Linked DNA regions of Mus musculus: all the other regions are linked to region 3. The links are chromatin contacts, called in public capture Hi-C and promoter capture Hi-C maps. All regions are on one chromosome and are shown on one strand. The core of a region is the stretch at or near the end of the contact, and the rest is flanking DNA. Distances in the headings are between cores, read along the strand shown.

What was found. Promoter capture Hi-C pulls out the DNA fragments that hold promoters and counts their contacts. Capture Hi-C pulls out chosen DNA fragments and counts their contacts.
Region 1: a contact with region 3 is called in a capture Hi-C map of macrophages, with 10 times the contacts expected there. The contact joins the promoter of Pom121l2 here to the promoter of H1f3 in region 3. A contact is called at or near these places in 10 of 39 promoter capture datasets (cranial neural crest, frontonasal cranial neural crest, hematopoietic stem and progenitor cells and 6 more), 3 of 115 datasets of contacts at active chromatin or transcription factors (embryonic stem cells, microglia and stem cell-derived neural progenitor cells) and 3 of 9 other capture datasets (adipose tissue, liver and macrophages).
Region 2: a contact with region 3 is called in a promoter capture Hi-C map of cranial neural crest. The contact joins the enhancer-like site here to the promoter of H1f3 in region 3. A contact is called at or near these places in 7 of 39 promoter capture datasets (the HPC-7 cell line, cranial neural crest, frontonasal cranial neural crest and 4 more), 6 of 115 datasets of contacts at active chromatin or transcription factors (acute myeloid leukemia, cardiomyocytes, embryonic hindbrain and 3 more) and 2 of 9 other capture datasets (adipose tissue and macrophages).
Region 4: a promoter capture Hi-C map of pre-B cells shows a contact between it and region 3, with 2.0 times the contacts expected there. The contact joins the promoter of Ripor2 here to the promoter of H1f3 in region 3. A contact is called at or near these places in 3 of 39 promoter capture datasets (frontonasal cranial neural crest, neutrophils and pre-B cells).

Annotation. Positions count from the first base shown.
Region 1 is chr13:21,978,363-21,982,823 of GRCm38.p6, reverse strand. It overlaps Pom121l2 (POM121 membrane glycoprotein-like 2 (rat)), which reads right to left and starts at 1,643. Exons shown (of 1, transcript NM_001162928.1): 1 at 1-1,643. The coding sequence starts at 1,263.
Region 2 is chr13:21,856,831-21,861,310 of GRCm38.p6, reverse strand. No RefSeq gene overlaps it. Among named protein-coding and RNA genes, the nearest start is that of n-TTagt4, 3.0 kb to the right of the region's middle. Within about 2 kb of position 1,865, at least 7 of the 459 cell types and tissues checked have an H3K27ac peak or open chromatin away from gene starts, as enhancers often do.
Region 3 is chr13:23,553,555-23,557,694 of GRCm38.p6, reverse strand. H1f3 (H1.3 linker histone, cluster member) reads right to left here and starts at 2,663. Exons shown (of 1, transcript NM_145713.4): 1 at 1,888-2,663. The coding sequence starts at 2,605. The coding sequence ends at 1,940.
Region 4 is chr13:24,636,234-24,640,221 of GRCm38.p6, reverse strand. It overlaps Ripor2 (RHO family interacting cell polarization regulator 2), which reads right to left and starts at 1,574. Exons shown (of 23, transcript NM_029679.2): 1 at 1,286-1,574. The coding sequence starts at 1,334.

The sequences.
Region 1 (4,461 bases), core at 394-2,893, 1.6 Mb after region 3:
AGACGCCTGGGTGGAAGCAATTGAGGGATTTGAGTCTGAAGAGATGCCTTGGATGTGCTCTAACTGTGAGCACCCGAGTGGGGCAGGCATATTCTTCAAGCTTTCCAGCTGAGGGTTCACGTGGGTGCTAAGAACTCTCTCAGAAGACGACCGACTGAGAGACAAGGTAGGCTGAATTCCAGCCCTCATCTCTGGAATGGAGTCTCCGGCTGTCCCGGTTGTAGCTTCTGTGGTTTGGTTGCTCGGCACAGCTTGCCCCTCTAATGTTGGGTCCTCTTCAGTGACAACAGGACCTTGCTGGCAAGGTATAGTTAGCAGGTCCCTAGGGCCAGACTGCAGTAGAGGAATCTCTCCATTTAGCTGTCCAGAGCTGCTGGGTGTGACTGAGAGGTGAGAATTAGGACTCTCTCCTGCTTTTTTCAATGGCCATTCTGGAGTCTGGACTAATGTCCTGAGAAAATGTCTCTTCCAAGATCCTGAGAGCTCTCTAGAAGAACTGTAAGAACTGGTAATAGCATTTCTTTTTGTGCTGGGGGGGCCTTGGGTATGTATGCTGGCCACAAGGGCCCCAGAGAAGCAACCGGATCTCTTACATTTATCATCTGAGCTCTGGACATGGGGTCTCCTTTTCAGAGACCCAGGCCTGGCCACAAACGAAACAGTGGCCCCACTTTTCAACAGGGGCTTAAAGGCGGACCATACGGAGGCCGAATGCCTTTGGCTGTCGGAGGTGTCCGGGAACAGTGGCTCTTCCCACCTGGCTCTGCCCTTCCTGCACTGGAGGAGGGCCCTCAGCACCGGGTCCTTTCCACAGGGCCCTGGTGGCTCCTCTGAAGGTCCCGCGGAGTTCACCACTCTTGAGACCGGGAACAAGGGCCGTGGTCTCCGCTCAGGAGGCGAGATCTTGACTGTCACCGGACTCCATGTGGCCCGAGGGTGACGAAGGGACCAAATATTACGCTTCAGGTAACTTTCCCACCAGTCTGAAGGAAGAGAGCCCATGATGGGGTTCTGTGGCCTCTTCATGGGGAAGCGCCTCCAGGCCTCACTGACGAAAGCGGTAGGGTTGGCGGGATCCCAGTTGGGCGGCCTCCGGGCCGGCCTGTGTCTCCGAGCGGGCTGGGCGCGGTGGACATGCTGCACCCGGTGGACCTGGTAGAGGGGCCTAGCGGGTCGGCGGCTCGCAGGCTTCTCCCCTGAGTCTGCGCGCCCCTGTGCTGGGGACCGCGGCGAGGACCCCGCTTTGCCCAGGTAGCTGCCCATGCTGAGAGGCGCGGACGGGCGGTGACTTCTAGCCCCGTTTCAACCTCGGCGGAGGCGGCCGAATCCAAGCATCCGCTGCTCGAGTGACGGTTGGGCCACGAGCGCCAGAAAAGCGCGAGGGAACTGGGGAGCTGGCGACACGCGGGCCACGGCAACCACGTCAGCCCGCTCTGGGATCTGCGGTCTGAGCACCACACTGGCAGAGCTCATGGGGGCTCGGTGTCTAGCATCCAGGCAGGACCCGGCCTTGGACCTGGATGCGCATTGGTGCGCGTCCCAGTTCCCCAAACTCTGAGCTGGAAGCGACTCTGGGTGATTTGAATCCCTTCATCGTACGAGTGAACGTACGAGGGAACGAGTGGGTGTGCTCGAGAGGGCACAGGACCAGAGGAAGATGGAACTGTTTAGGCAGGCTATAGGGCATTGTGACTTGTCAATGGGAAAGGCAGCAGCCAGCTGAGGTAATGTCTGTGAGTTCTATCAGAGCCTCCTCATGGCCAAACCCAGCATCATACCTTCAGGGGATAAAGTCAGGATTTGTAACCTTGCACCCTGGCGGGAAAGGGTCTATTTAGAAGACACTTGGAGCTCCTCTTCCCGACCAAACCTCTATTCACTTGCAGAATTAGTGTGTTAAACAAGTTGATAGAAGTTGAAGGTAAAACTGACTTCTTAGGGGGATACAGAAAGTTTCACTCTACACCCCTATGCTGGCCAGTGGACCAAAGTATCAAAGAACTCTGCCTGGCCATGAGCTAGAATCTTACATTTCACCCAAAACAAAACAAGTAGCTAACCAAGCACTTTCTCAAAACAGTATTGACAAGCAAGATGGCCAAGTCTGAGCATGCACTTGGTGGAAGGAGTGAGCTAACTCCCATAAGCTGTCCGCTGAGCTCCAAATACACAATATAGCAATAGCGTGTGTGTGTGTGTGTGTGTGTGTGTGTGTGTGTGTGTGTATACATACACACTGTATATACATACATACTGTGTATACATACACACTGTATACACGAAATGTAATTTTTAAAATTTTAAGTAAGGTGGAGAGACTCTCCATGAGCACACGAAAGTACCCCACACATACACAGAGCTACTGTAAGACATTCAGGAAATATAGAAAGTAGAAACTTCTATGTCTCAACAATAGAGCATCTATCTACAAATGTGAAACAGTTCTAGAAGTTCACACTGAGATGCCCCTAGCATGTAAGGAGGGTAGGAATAAATAGGGCTGTATCCAGCTATTAAGTGTCCCCAGGAGGTGGTTGCATAGAGAAACTGGGGAAGGAGGTGAACTAAAATTTGAGTGAGGATGACTGAATGGGACATACGTTTACAATGTATGCTGAGAAAATCATTCAATTGTGGGAGTTCACCACACATGTAACAAAACAGAGTTTGCAAATCCACAGGAATGATTGCTGGTTGCTTAAGACTGGGGCAGAAGGAAGAATAAAGGAGAGGACAGAAAGGTAACAGTATAATGATTTGTGTGCTATTGTTGTTATCTTTTGTTTTGTTTTTGTTTGGTTGGTTTGGTTTGGTTTTGGTTTTGGTTTTTGGTTGTTTTGTTTTGTTTTGTTTTTGAGACAGAGTTTCTCTATGTAGCCCTGGATGTCCTAGAACTCACTCTATGTTGACCAGGCTGGCCTTGAACTCACAGAGACCTACCTACCTCTGCCTTCTGAGTGCTGGGATAAAAGGTGTGCACCATTGCCCAATTGTTGTTATTTTTTAAGTAGTAAAAATTGACTATTGGGATTTTTTATCGACCTGTCTTAAAAGAACCAAACTGAACAACAATGGCCAGGAAAGAGTTGAAGTCATGAGAGCCAGTTTAGAAGTCTGTGTACTATCTTAATGCTGAGTCTATTTCCAGCAAAGGCAGGGGCAAAAACAAAAACAAACAAACAAACAAACAAAACCCCATGGCCAAGCCAACAGTTCCCTTTCAGAGACCTCCATCCAGGTAAGGCTGAATCTTTGTCTTCACCACAGAAAAGAATTTCAGGCCAGGCCAGTGTGAAGCAAAGTTAGAGATTGGGTATAGGATTCAAGGGGACACTGAAGCAGACTGTTGGGGCTAAGAAGTTTAACTAAGGAACACAGAAGAGCATAGCAGAGGCTCAGAGGAGAAGCAATCCCACGGGGCAGAGTCAGGGTTCCTTCTTATAAACGAAAAGGCCAGGTGGCAGAAACCATGCAGGAAGTGGTAAAGTGGGCAGGTGAGCTCCCTAAGACTGCCCATCACCCACTGCGATGTGGCACAACCCCAGAGGCTTGCTTCTTGCTACTGCTGTGCTTTCTCAGGTTTGTCACTGCGCATTTATCTGGCTTAATGTGAGTGGACCCCAGGAGACCCCCGCTGCCTATAACTTGATATGATTATTTCCTGGATGACAGCCCACTCTGTTGTGTAAATTTCTTGCAGATCAAAATAAAGATCAAATTCTTGAGATAAAGCTGTCTAGATGGATTAATGATTTTATGGAATTTCTGAATTGATTTAAGTAGTTTTGGGAAGTTAGCTTGATTTTAAAATTTTGGGTAAGTTAGGGTAATTGATAGAAAGTCAGCAGTTGATAGAAAGTTTTCAGTTAGAATCAAGAATAAAGTGTGCCCCTTCCTGATAGCTGCTGAGTTAGAGAAAGGAATACAGTGAGCGTTCATGCATTACAAGCTCCTAATTGTAGAGGCGGCAAGAATAGGCTTGGGACAAGCTAAAGATCAGAGTGAGCACATGCACTAGGTTGGCCAGAGTTCCTTGATCTTGGGATCTAGGGATGAGGTAGCAGGTTTTTGGATGTGCACCAGGAAATAATAAGGTTATGATAAAGAGCAAATAATTCTGAGTATAAGAACAGAAAACAGATGACTAGCCAGCCTAGCTAATCAGAACTTCAAAAATAAGACGTAAGATAGATGCTGATAGATATGTTTCATATAAGAAATGCATAATCAATAACCTATCCTAATTTCCTCATGTAATGATTTTAGTCTGTTTTTGAAGAACATGGTTTTCTGGTGACTGTCTTTAGAAAATGTGTAACTTGTGGCTATGAGGTAATGTTCTTTCTAAAAGGAAAACTTTGTCTTAAGGGTATAAAAGGGGGTTAAGAGAAAAAAAATAAATGACTGGAGCTTGTCTTTTGCTTCACCCATACTGTGTGTGTGTCTCTGTGTGTGTCTGTG
Region 2 (4,480 bases), core at 616-3,115, 1.7 Mb after region 3:
CCTGGCTGTCCTGGAACTCACTCTGTAGACCAGGCTGGCCTCGAACTCAGAAATCTGCCTGCCTCTGCCTCCCAAGTGTTGGGATTAAAGGCGTGCACCACCACTGCCCCACTAACATACCAAAATTTATGGGACACAATGAAATCAGTGCTAAGAGGAAAAATCATAGCATTAAGTGCCTTCATTTAAAAAAATGAAGATTTCTCATAATAACAATTTAAATGTAACCTGAAAGTTCTGGGGAAAAAAAAAAAAGAAGCAAACACACCCGTTGCAGGAAATATTAAAAAATCGACCAGCATGTTTCCGCCCTTGTGCCGCAACTCTCGGGCCCCTGAGTGGTCCTGAGAGCTCTGTCTCTAGTTAGCCCCCTCAGCAACAGATTGCTGTGTTCCCAGCTCTGGTTTGCTTGACTCTGGAGCTGATAGTTCCCTCTCTGCCATAAACTCCTGTAGTCAGTGGTCCCACATTTCAGTAACAGAGTAAGTCAAAACTCTTGAAGCTTATAATTAACTAGTTAGATTTATATATCAATAAATTCTCAATACACAAGATGCCAATACAATAATTTCAGAGTCAATTGGTAATGATAAAATCTGCCCACCTAGATTAGACAAATTATTCCAATATTCTAACCTTTATGAGGTCATGACTACCAATGGCTGGTTAAAGCCACTCTGGTTCACAACTCCGCCTCCACCTTGACCTTCCTCCTTCTGAGACACTCTGTCTCTGCAACTCCTAGCTCAGCCTTCCTTCCCCCTGTCTAATCACAGGCTTCCTGCTGCACTAATATTTTAATCTGATCGGACAGGGAAAATTCTGTCACAGATTAAGTTGCAAGGGTCTGAAAAACACCGAAGGAAGGAAGACCCCAGACTCAGATTTGCATATACAAAGACAAAGAGCGTTTATTCTGCAGAAACAGCTAGCATGTCAGGATTTCCATTGTTTCCAAGTGACAACCTCCACAGCACATCGAGTTCCTTTTAAAACAGGACTGCTTAGTTGTTTCTGAGAAAACAGCAGACTTCTAAAATTTAGGGCATATTCCATCATAAACCGAATGTTGTAAAGAAGATATGTACCACAGGACCCCAGGTGCAAAAACAGGGGCTAAGATATTGACTGAGTTTGTCAAAACTTCAATGACAGCTTAGTTATAGTCTAAAAATTTTCCACGACTGCAAGCTACTAACAAATGGTGAAAGTTTAGCCAGATAATTGCTCTTAGTGTATGCGCACATAGGCATTCTCTGTTATAACCTCCTATTCAATTTTTGATTGAATTTATGTGCAGACCTGCAGTGTTTTGTTTTGTTTTGTTTTTTCCATGAGAACACATGCTCTGAGTCTTACAAGTACTGAGAATAAAGGGCAGAGATAACTCCCTCTCCCCTTTTCTCCTGGAGATTTCAATTTAGCGAAGTGCAATTCCCTGCCAAGACTTTACCTAGCCTCCAGCTACTTTGAGATTCTTACTGGAGGCTGCAGAAGGCAGCCTTAAGGTCAAGTGGATCAGTGGCAGACTGCAGAAGCAGAATCTTCCCCCCAGTAGAGATAGCAAATGGCTTAAATGGTCCTAGGCTTAGTTTTTGAATGGGATATGAAAAATGAACTCCTCAAAAATACAATCATATGAATAACCACATCAAATGTAAATGGAGCAGAGGATTCAAACCCAGAGATTGTTGAACTGGATTATAAAATAAAGCAGAAAGAAGGAGCCAATTATAGTTTGCTTCAGAAAGCACCCTAAGAGCCCAGATGTGGTGGTGTGGTTGGGGCCGGTAAGACCCATAGAATAGAAAAACAGAAACAGCTGCACAGTCTGGCACTGTCCTTGAGCATACAGCTCTCACACCTCCCTCCCTCCTTAATAAGCCTTTCAGAGACCTTGAAGGAGGGACAAAGAGTCTGCTGCATGGTTTAGTCCCTGACAAAATGCTTATGTGAGATGTTCCTACATGCTCCAAGCAGCCCTCCTTTCCTCCACATCCATGCCATCTTTAGAATCCTACTTTAAGGTTTTAAAACAACTAAAAGCTTACCATATTCAGCAGACAAAGAAGCAGAAGCCACATAAAAAGCACCATTTTGCTGTACTCACTGTAAGTTTTCTTTACAAACCATACTTCACCTGACCCTGTGCATGCACATTAAAGCCGTTTTAACGTTCTGTCTTTAGAGTTCTGTCTCTTTGATCAGAATCCCACAATAGTATGTCCATCTCAAATCCCAGTACCTGGCAGACAGAGACAGGAAGAGTACTGCGAGTTCCAGGCAAGCCTAGGCTACAGAATCAGACCCTGTCTCCAAAGAGACATAGAAAAAGAAAGGAAGAAGGAAGTGAGGAGGGACAGACAGACAGAAAGACACAGAGTTACTGTGGAAGCTGAGAGAAGCAGGCCTGGTGGTGCCTGTAATCCCAGCTTCCTAGAGGCTAAGGTAGGAGATTGTAACAAATGCAAAGTCACCCTGGGCTATGAGGTGAGCTCCAGGCCAGCTTGGGATCCAGAAAGAAAGAACAAAGACTTGGAAATTTATTATTTGATTTTTGAGACAAAGTTTCAGTGTGTAGCCCAGGCTGACTAAGAATTAACCACAATCCTCCTTATTACTGGGGTTACAAGTGATCACCAACCACATGCCTGAATTAGACCACTGATCTCAAAAGCAGGGGGAGTAAGTAGAGGTTGGTGTAGACTGTGGCAAAGGAGAGATCCTGGGGACTCAGACAGAGACAGATAAAGAGCAGAGGGAATAGACATTTCACACGTGGTGCTGCTGAAACCAACAGGACTTTTAATAATTTGAAGGGTGTTAATAGGTGAGAGAAGTTGGATCTTACCACAGGCTTTAAGGAGGATTGTTGGTTGGGGAGTGTCCTAGTTACTGTTCTATTGCTGTGAAGAGATACCATGACCAAGGCAGCTTAGAGAAGAAAGCAATTAACTGCGGGCTTCCTTACAGTTTCAGAAGGAAAGCCCATGACTATCATGGAAGGAACCATGGCAGCAGGTAGCAAGACTTGGTGCTGAGGCAGTGGATAAGAGCTTACAGAGAGAGTGAGACTGGGCCTGACTTGGGCTTTTGAAACCTGCAAGCCCACTTCCAGTGACACACCTCCTTCAGTAAGGCCACATTTTCCTAATACTTCCTAAACAGTTCACCAACTGGGAACCAAACATTCAAATATATGAGTTTATGGGAGCAGTTCTCATTAAAACAAATACAGTGAGTTTAGCTTGTGACATACATGTCTGGGACTTGGTTGGAACTCCATCTCTAGTGTCTCAGGAACCACTGACTCCAAACACCCCACAGTGGAATGTTGTCATAATTAGAAAGTATGCTTGAGTGGTTTCTGTGTGATCATGATTAAGGTGTGGCACCAGGCAGTTTAAAATTTAGTTGTCTGTGTTTGATGGCCAAAGATCCTGAGCTTATGTGGAACTGTAGACTTCAGCCTCTGTGTTAGACATTAAAGGAAACACTACAGCAGACCACACGGACAGTGGACTGTGGCGAGTCTGGAGCATACCAGTGTTTGGAAGCCATTTTCTGCAATGTGGTTGTTTTCTTCTTCATCTCATTCCTAAAGTCCCTGCTTGGACTCCAGGTCAGAAGAGCTGGCCCTCAGCTTTTCCCTAACATTCTCTACCACTGTACTTCTTTTTAAATTTCTGTGTGGACTTCAAAACTCACCAGTTAAGTGAGTGTCCAATATTGACAATTAATCCTGGGCAGAATAAAGAAAGAAACAGACAGCTGGTGCAAGGCAGCTCTGGGCCTTCAGTGTCCTGTACTGGGGAGGCAGATGCCTCCGAGTATCAGGAGTTCAGGGCAGTCTCAGCTACTTAATAAATCTGAAACCAGCCTGGGTTACAAGAAAAAACACTTCTCAAAACAACAGACAAAAGAATCCCTGGAAGGCAGACCTTTCTGTTTGTAAATGATGCTTTGTCCTTCAGTACGGAGGGGCTGGATGAGAGTAAACAATACAGTAGGTCTGGAGTTGATCCTGGACCACAGACAGATGTTTGATCGAACAAAATCTGAGATCAGTCCTGGGCTACAGAAGCTAGCCTCAGCTATAGTGCAAGACAATGTCTCAGAAAGAAAAGAGAAGAGAAGATAGGAGGGGAGGGGAGGGGAGAAAACAGGCAGTGAGCCATTTGTTGATCCTTTGGCACAGATACATCTGTGAATGTCTGAACTGTGATAAATTATATATATTTGTCATATTTTTCTTTTACATGTTCAGTGCTTTCTGAGCTACATATCATTCTGTAATATTCATTTTCATTGTAAGGGTAATTGTTATTATCTTATTTACTTTAATTTTGTAGTAATGGCAATCTAACGCAGGGCCAGGTACGCCCTCTGTCATTGAAGCAGGTCCTCAGCCTAAGTGGTCCTTTACACGGTCAGTCTTCCAGCACACACTGCATAAGCTTGAATGCTCCAGGGTGGGGAG
Region 3 (4,140 bases), core at 1,414-3,913:
GCATCTGCCTGGGATTAAAGGGCATTAACATGGAAACGAGCATTTAAATCAGGTTTTGTCCTACTGGAGACTTGTTCAACAGCCCAAAATTTCCTATTTGTTGTGTAGTCAATGAAAATGGCTGTGGTAAATGTAAACACACATAAACGCACATTCTTAAGATAATGACCTTTAAGGACTTAAAGTGTGGGGGATGAGAAAAGTAGTAAGTATGATCATATTTTACCTGTGTATTTATTGAGCATTCTTTAACATCATCAGATAATCAACTCCATCAGCAGACAGAAGGAACACTCATACACATGAACTTCATTCAGAGACACAATAACTGCAGAGTATTCTACAAACATCTGATTACACATACAATTCTGATATCACAGGCACGTCAAAATGTAATAGGAACTTACCTATCCTTTACAGTATTTTTTTTAAATTACATGAAATCAAATTCAGTAATTCAGTGCCTATCAGTATAGCTTTACCTTATCTGGGCTAGATGTGAGCAGAGGGTGACTTACACAAGCACTGGCCTGTGGAGGTCAAAAACCATCTTTTAGGAGCCTGTGTTCTTCCAACATATGGATCCCTGGATTGAACACAGCTCTTGAGGCTCGAATACAAGATCCTTTACCTACTCTCCTCTAATGAAATGCTAGATTGAAACGTAGACGATAGAGTTGATGGCTTATACCAGGTGCTTGCCTCCAGACCTGAAGCCCCAGCTGACTGTTGCAGGTTGTCCTCTGACCTACACACACACACAAACACATAATATAAAAATATTTTTTAAATGATATGTAATTTCTTCCTATGAGAAGCTCAATTAAACATCTGTAGAATTCTTACATCATCAGGATAAAAGAAAAGGGGGCCCCAATTTTAAATAAATAAATACATACAAATATATATATATAATATACACACACACACACACACACACACACAAACTTTAATACTTTCAATAATTAAATGGAAATGGCATCCCCAAATTTGGATCAGCTTCCTGAAGGACAGTTAAGGTTGGTTTGTGTTTTTATGTGCTTGTTTTGTTTGCCCAAATTTGTGAAGTCAAACTGCAAACCAAACCTTCCAAAATGGTTTTTCTTTCACGTCCTCAGCCTACTATTGGTCTACTGACCAAATAAGGGAGAACAGATAACCTCAAAACAATGTATGAGGAAGGAATGTGCAGAACTGTCAGTGGTGTTCAATTTCCTTACTAAAACCTAACCACCAGGGTATTAAAAAAGCTTCCACACTTATAGTGGCAATGTGATCAGTGCCTAAAAACTGCGAAGGTGGCTAAGTTTGGAGGAAATAGGAGCGCTTTCAATTTCTCGGAAAACACAATTAAAAATTCTTAGGACGGAATTCCAGAGCTCTGAAGTGAACAAAGGGGCGGGGACAGAGAAAAAACGCCAGCGTCCCAGTACGTAAATGTAAATCTTAATATCACAATCTCTGATTGGTGCAACACCCATGACTGAAAGTACGGCTTGATTGGTTAATTCTCAAAACCACCTTGTGTAGCCGGATTGGAAAACTTAAAACAGAGGCTCCAGCCTGTAGCCACTATTGTGAGAGTAGCTTCCTAGAGAACCCCCCTAATGCCTTATCACGCCTAGGCGACATTAGAAAGGACTTCCCGCCAAACTCTTGGAATATGAACACGTGTGTGGAGCACACACAGAAGCAAAAAACTGCCGGCCAGAAGTCCAGCTAGAGCTGAAAATGATACAATCTATCGCTCAACTAGAGTTTATAGATGCTCCTAAATGTACCCATAACAAAGTGCACAGAATTGATCTGCTTCGGAACACATAGCCAGAGTCAGCGGACATACCATGAGAAAACCAGAAAAAGGCTCAGCTCTTTTGAATGAGGTTGTGGGTGGCTCTGAAAAGAGCCGTTTGAGATTTTCAAAGCAGGACGCACCACTCTACTTCTTGCGAGGGGCAGCCTTCTTTGCCTTGGTGGCCTTCGGCTTAGAAGCTTTAGGCTTGGAAGCCTTAGCCTTGGGAGCCTTGGCCTTGGCTGGACTCTTTGCTGCCTTCTTGGGCTTAGCAGCCTTCACCTTCTTGGGACTCTTGGAAACTTTCTTGGCGCCGGCAGCCGCCGCAGGCTTCTTCGCCTTCTTCGGAGTCTTCTTGGCCGTCTTTTTGGGTGTGGCAGCACCAGTCGCCTTCTTAGGCTTCTTGGCTGCTCCCGCAGGCTTCTTGGCCTTGGCCGCGCCTGCCTTCTTAGCCTTGGGCTTAGCCTCACCGGAAGCCGCCTTCTTGTTGAGTTTGAAGGAGCCGGAGGCGCCGGTGCCCTTGGTCTGCACCAGGGTACCCTTGCTCACCAGGCTCTTCAGCCCGAGCTTGATGCGGCTGTTGTTCTTCTCCACATCGTACCCCGCGGCCGCCAGCGCCTTCTTGAGCGCAGCCAGGGACACGCCGCTGCGCTCCTTGGAGGCGGCCACAGCCTTGGTGATGAGCTCGGACACCGGGGGTCCGGACGCCTTGCGCTTCCCAGCAGCGGCGCCGGTCTTCTTCGCCTTCTTCTTCACAGGTGTCTTCTCCACAGGTGCAGGGGCAGCAGGCGCCGCGGGAGCGGTCTCGGACATGTTCTAAGCTTTACTAGTAAAGCAAAAAGTAAGCACAAACAGTCAGAGAAGGTTGTTCCCAGTGCTGCAGGCTCTGGGTTTATATAGAGAGAAGCTGCGTGGTGATTGGTTCCCTGCGCCGTGCGCCGTGCGCCGCGTTGCCAGAGAAAGGATCTTCAGCTTTGCCTTGTGGCTGTGTTTGTTGCCCCTCAAAAAAGTATAAAAATATAAAAAATATGGGCACGAAATAATTAGGGACTTGGGGGAAACTGATCCGAGAGCCTGTAGGCTACATTCTTGCCTTAATTTGTGCACCTATGTTCAAAATCGGCACCCTGAAACTTCTCTGATTGCCCCAACTCTCTTTCAAACTTGACGAAAATTGGGACAACTTTAAGGTTTTCCTTAAAAATACTACTTCTCTCGCGGTCATTAGCAAACTTTTGTTTCAGGACATGGTTCCTCACATTCTTATCATTTCAGGACTCTATGAAATAACTTGTTTTCACGGAAATACATAGGGAAATTTGAGTTTTTCGAGAAAGCAACAACACAAGCTTCCAGGGCTATCTGCACCAAGCTGTAGGAATTGGCACTAGATGGGAAAGCAGTGCATACCGGGGGAATGATTATTGTAGAAAATATCGATTGGATTTTTTAATGATATTTGAGATACCAGTGTGTAATTCCCCTTCGGTTTTCCTGTTTTAGTGATTTAGCCATTTTCTGGAGACGTGATGAGTCTGTGCCATCCCTATTGTAGATCAAAAGCTGAAAGCACATATTTTTCAGATTTGATAGAGAAATGTACACCAACTATCACATGTACAGAAAAAAGATACCTAGGTCAAGAAGGAACAGAAGTTTAGCAACTGGGAGCTGAAGAACAGTGAGATATAACCTGACTTAGCAACTCACTCCGTGTTTAGAGTACAAAGTTTACAGCTGTGTTATATGCCGTGTTTCAGGACCTGTGTTATGCAGCTGTTTCCCCTTGCCAACACTTATCACAACAGTTTTCTGCATATTTCCAGTTTTAAAATGATTTGAATTTCATTATTAAAAACAAGCAGAATGTGAAAGAAAATCTGTTTTTTAATTTCCATGATAGCTGCTGACCTCATTACATATATTACATATATAATATAGTCTGTCACAAACAAAAGAATTAGCAGGTGGTATCCACCAAAGGACTTAAACATTTCATAGTCAGTTATCATTATGATAACTGCAGCAAGAATAAAGTTTCTGGAAAAGGGATCAACCATGGGACTACAAACTTGAAACCATAAGAAGCTTCACTCATTCCCACTCATGACTGTGGAGGCTAATATCACAAATGTGGTTTTGGTCTTAACTCCAAAATATAATTACATCCTGAAAAACAGCAGATTATTCTCTGTAGTAAGGCTTGTACTATTTTGTAGAGATTAAAAACAGGCGATAAAAATCCCTAAGAGGTGTGAGAACAGTGAAACTTATGGCTTCGTCCTCTTCTCTCAATTTTGTGTTAGATAAGCAAATATACACACATACACACAAATGCACACCATTAC
Region 4 (3,988 bases), core at 325-2,824, 1.1 Mb before region 3:
GAAGGCTCTAGTGGAGCTAAACCTTATGAATGGGACTCTCAGAGCCTGCTCTAAGAGAAGTAGGCTAGTAGGAATACTGGGTGAGGGTGGGAAGGAGGAGCGAGGCAAACCTGACCCAGAAAACTCTCCCAAAACAAAACAAAACCATCCAACCAACTAACATCAAAAACAACGAAACAGAAGAAGGAAGAAATGACTGTGTCAGGAAACAATGGGCGGGTGCTCATATTTGCAAGGGGAGCTGAGAGGAAAGGCAGCTTGTGTGTGTGTGTGTGTGTGTGTGTGTGCTTTAAAGACAATCACATTGTTCCCCCAGCTGAAGTGTTGACATTTCTTCACAGTCACTCATGCAACATATAGGTGTCCCCCAGACCAGAGCCTATGGGCTGTGGATCCCACTCTGCCCCACCCCCACTCCCCAAAAAACATTGCTAGCTTCTCTAGGATTTCGTCTTGTTTTCTCACTCAGGAGCTGTGACTGTCCACAGTCCTGTCATTCTCGCACCTGAATGGCTCTGCTTAGCGAATTCCAACGCCCGCCCTCTTCTACAGCGAGGGGTCTGCATCCCTATCCAGGAAACTGTGGGAGGGAGCTATGAGGTAATAAATAGCCTGAGGGAGAACTACAGAACCCCCCCCCCACCCCCCGCGCACGTTCAATATCACAGACACCTGCTAGGGTTAGAGTGTTCCCCAAGTGTGACCCCGTACCCCAGTCTTTCCAAACACAGGTTGGCATCAAAAACAACACATTTCTTTTGGCTTGCCCTCTTCCCCATTCTCACCGGTTTCACGTGGCCAATTTGGAACAGCTGGGTCCCAGCCAAGCTCAATTGCTCAGTCTGGAGGCACATGAAGCCCTTGGAAATTGCGATCCTCCCTCTGAGCTGGATCACCCATCGCTGCTGGGTGCCCGGAAGTCTTTCGGAAGCCAGGGTTCATCCACGATCCCACCCGCGGGATCCCCTGTCCCTGACAAGCCCCTACCTTAGGTAGTGCCACAGGCTTCTCTAGCCTTCTCAATCGGTCCTTCCACAGTGCGGGACATCCTTTGGGTCGGCCTGCGCTAAGTGCACGGCCCCTCTTCCTTAATAACTTCCCTTCTCGTCCCAGCCCACATCAGGCTCCCCGGATTCGCCAGGACCTAGGAAGCCCGGACACCCAAGGGTTCTTCTTAATATGCCAGGCTCATTCAAGCCCAGGACACTCCTCCATACACCCACCTCATGCCGGTGGAAACCAAAATCAGCCGCAGAGAATGTGTTTAAGAGGCGCGTGCACCTACCTGCCGAGAACGCTCCTAGTGCCCGGAGACGCTTAGTACCGGGTGGCATGTACCACCTCGGCACCCACGCACCGCCCCTCGCTGCCGTGCACCTCCGGCTCCGCGGACACCGGTGCTCGTTCCTCCCAGCCAACAGGGAAAGGTCCGAGGGTAACAGTCGTGGCCCCAGCGCTCGGGCGTCGCACCAGCTGCCGCCGCGCCGGGTGAAGTTGCGGGGCCAGAGGACGCGCGGGTGGCAGAGAGCGGAGCGAGCGCGGTAGCGGAGAGGGCGGTGGGGAGGCGCGCACGCGGGGGCTGGCGCGTCACCGGTGGGGGGGGGGCGAGGGAGGAGGGCGGGTGGAGACAGCTGCTTGATGGTCCCTTCAGCCCGACTCCTTCAGGGTGCGCTTGGGTGCTTGCCTCCAGCTGATCGTCTGCCTGCACGTCAGGCTCTGGGACACTAGCTTGTGGCGCAGCTTAGAAGGACTCCGCCGCAGGGGAGTTGAGACCAGCCGGACACGGAGCATTAGAGGAGATCTCAGCTGAGACAAGAGTGCCTGTGCAGCCAGCCTTTGGGGATCTCAAAAAGGGCCGTGCATTGCAAATGATGAGATGGGGGAGGGTTGTGTGCAGTGGTGAAGAGTGAAGTTCAAGGCTCAAGGCAGGAGTTATGTTGAAAAGCCCGGTTGGAGAGGGCCTCTGGGTACAAGTACCCAGGGCTTGTTTCGACAGAGGTTTCACTATGATAGGGAGAAGCAAGACTTTTGTTTGACTTTGAAACCTCTCTTTTGGTGTGAATTTGAATTATACATAAGGCTATAAAATGTAGGTGGGTCTGACAGACAGAAACATTCCATAGAAAAAGGACCTTTAGAAGCTGAGTGTGGTGGCATTCAAGAGGCTAAGGCAGGAAGGCTGCTGTAAGTTCGATGCCAGCCTGGGTTATATATAGTAAATCCCAGGTCAGCATTGGTAACTAGGCTATTATATGTGTGTGAGTGAAGAGTATGAGGTTGGGTATTCTAAGGACCTGGAGCCCAAGAGTGGACTCTGCGTCCATCCTTAGGTTGGCAGTCTTCCAGGCCTCAGTTTCCTCCTCAGGGAAACTGTCTTACTCATACAATTGTGTATTTACAATATGTAAAATCAAAGTGTCCCACAAATTCATCCATCACATTCCAAGCTGAGACCTAGTCACTTTATGAGGACATTAGAATCAAGAAGTATAAACCTTGACCAACAAAGGCTAGGAGAGGAGTCTATGGCAGCATCAGGAAACCTGGACATCCTTAGACCTGGAAAACGCAAGCAGCTGAATCACACCCCACCTAAGGATACAGCCAGACTTCAGGGATCACCCAAGGAGGAGCACTGTACAGGCCTCTCACCTGGACCACGAGGCCATGGCTTGAGAGGAGCTCAGACAGGCTACCCTTGCCAGCTGCATTCTCCAATGCCCTTCTCTCAACTCAACACACTCCCCATCAGGAAGCCACCTTCCCATGTGGACATTCCTTCCTAGGAGGAAAGCGTCGACTACGACTACACATGTGACAGCTTAGCACACAGAGGGCAAGCAAGCTCTCTGTGTGTTTCCTCATGGGTGTTCTGCTCAACAAGCAAGTCCCTAATGCATCAATCCGTACAGAACTAAACGTAAGTTTATGGCGATCTTCTTATCCCCTGACATTAGACTGTTTACACCTGGCTGTAACCTTTCAGTATTTTGATTCCCACTTTATAGGCAGGCAAACTAAGGTTACAGAGAGTTAGCCTAACTTGTCCAAGATGACCCAGCCTCATCGACTTTAGATGCTCATGCAAAAAAGAGACATGGCTTGTGGGGAGACATTCTTCATGGCACACCCATCCTTTGGAGGACACAGCAAAGCCGGGCTTGGATTCCTGACGAGTGGAAATTGTGAGTTAATGCTGTGTGTTCTTTTAAATGACTGTATGTTGATTTCTTAGGCAGTGATAGACAATAGTCTATCTACATTGCAGAAACAGTGGCCTTAAAAAAAAAAAAAACAACCCTGTAAACCACAATGTGACTCTTCTGTGGCTTTAAATCCTGCTTCAGTTCCCTATATGGAATACAGAATAAAACCCAAAGTCCACACTGCTGGTGATGGTTAATCTTCATCATCAGGTTGGTCGAATCTAAACTCACCTAAGCAGTAGACCCTTGGACCAGTCTGTAAAGGGTTCCCTAGATAAGTTAATTGAAGTGGAAAGGCCGGCCTTAGATGTGGATAGCACCTTCCATTCCTGGGCTGGGGCTCTGGTCCGAATACAAGGAGAGAAGGTACTTGCCACCAGCACTTCCTGGCCATGATGGTCAGTATCCTCTCGAATGGAGCCAGGTATTTGATCATAGCAACAAGAAACATAACCTCAGCACCACTGCTAACAAGATCCTGGTGAGCCAACCCTTTATAGATCTCCACTATCTCCAGGGCCTCTCTCTGGTTCCTCAAACCTTCGCAGCCTTTTCCTGGGTCATCGCAGACCACTGGCATCTTTAGTACATCCATGTCCCCAGTGATCATTTCCATCCCCACTTGTCTTCCAATGCTGACCATTCTTTGCCTGTCACTAATCTGTGAGCTCACGGGGCAGGGACCATTTCTGCCTTACCCACTGTGTCCCAGGCCTATCAGATGGAAGATGGATAACTGCATTCTGAAGCAGTTCCTGAGTCTACAAGCATTTCCTTTCCCT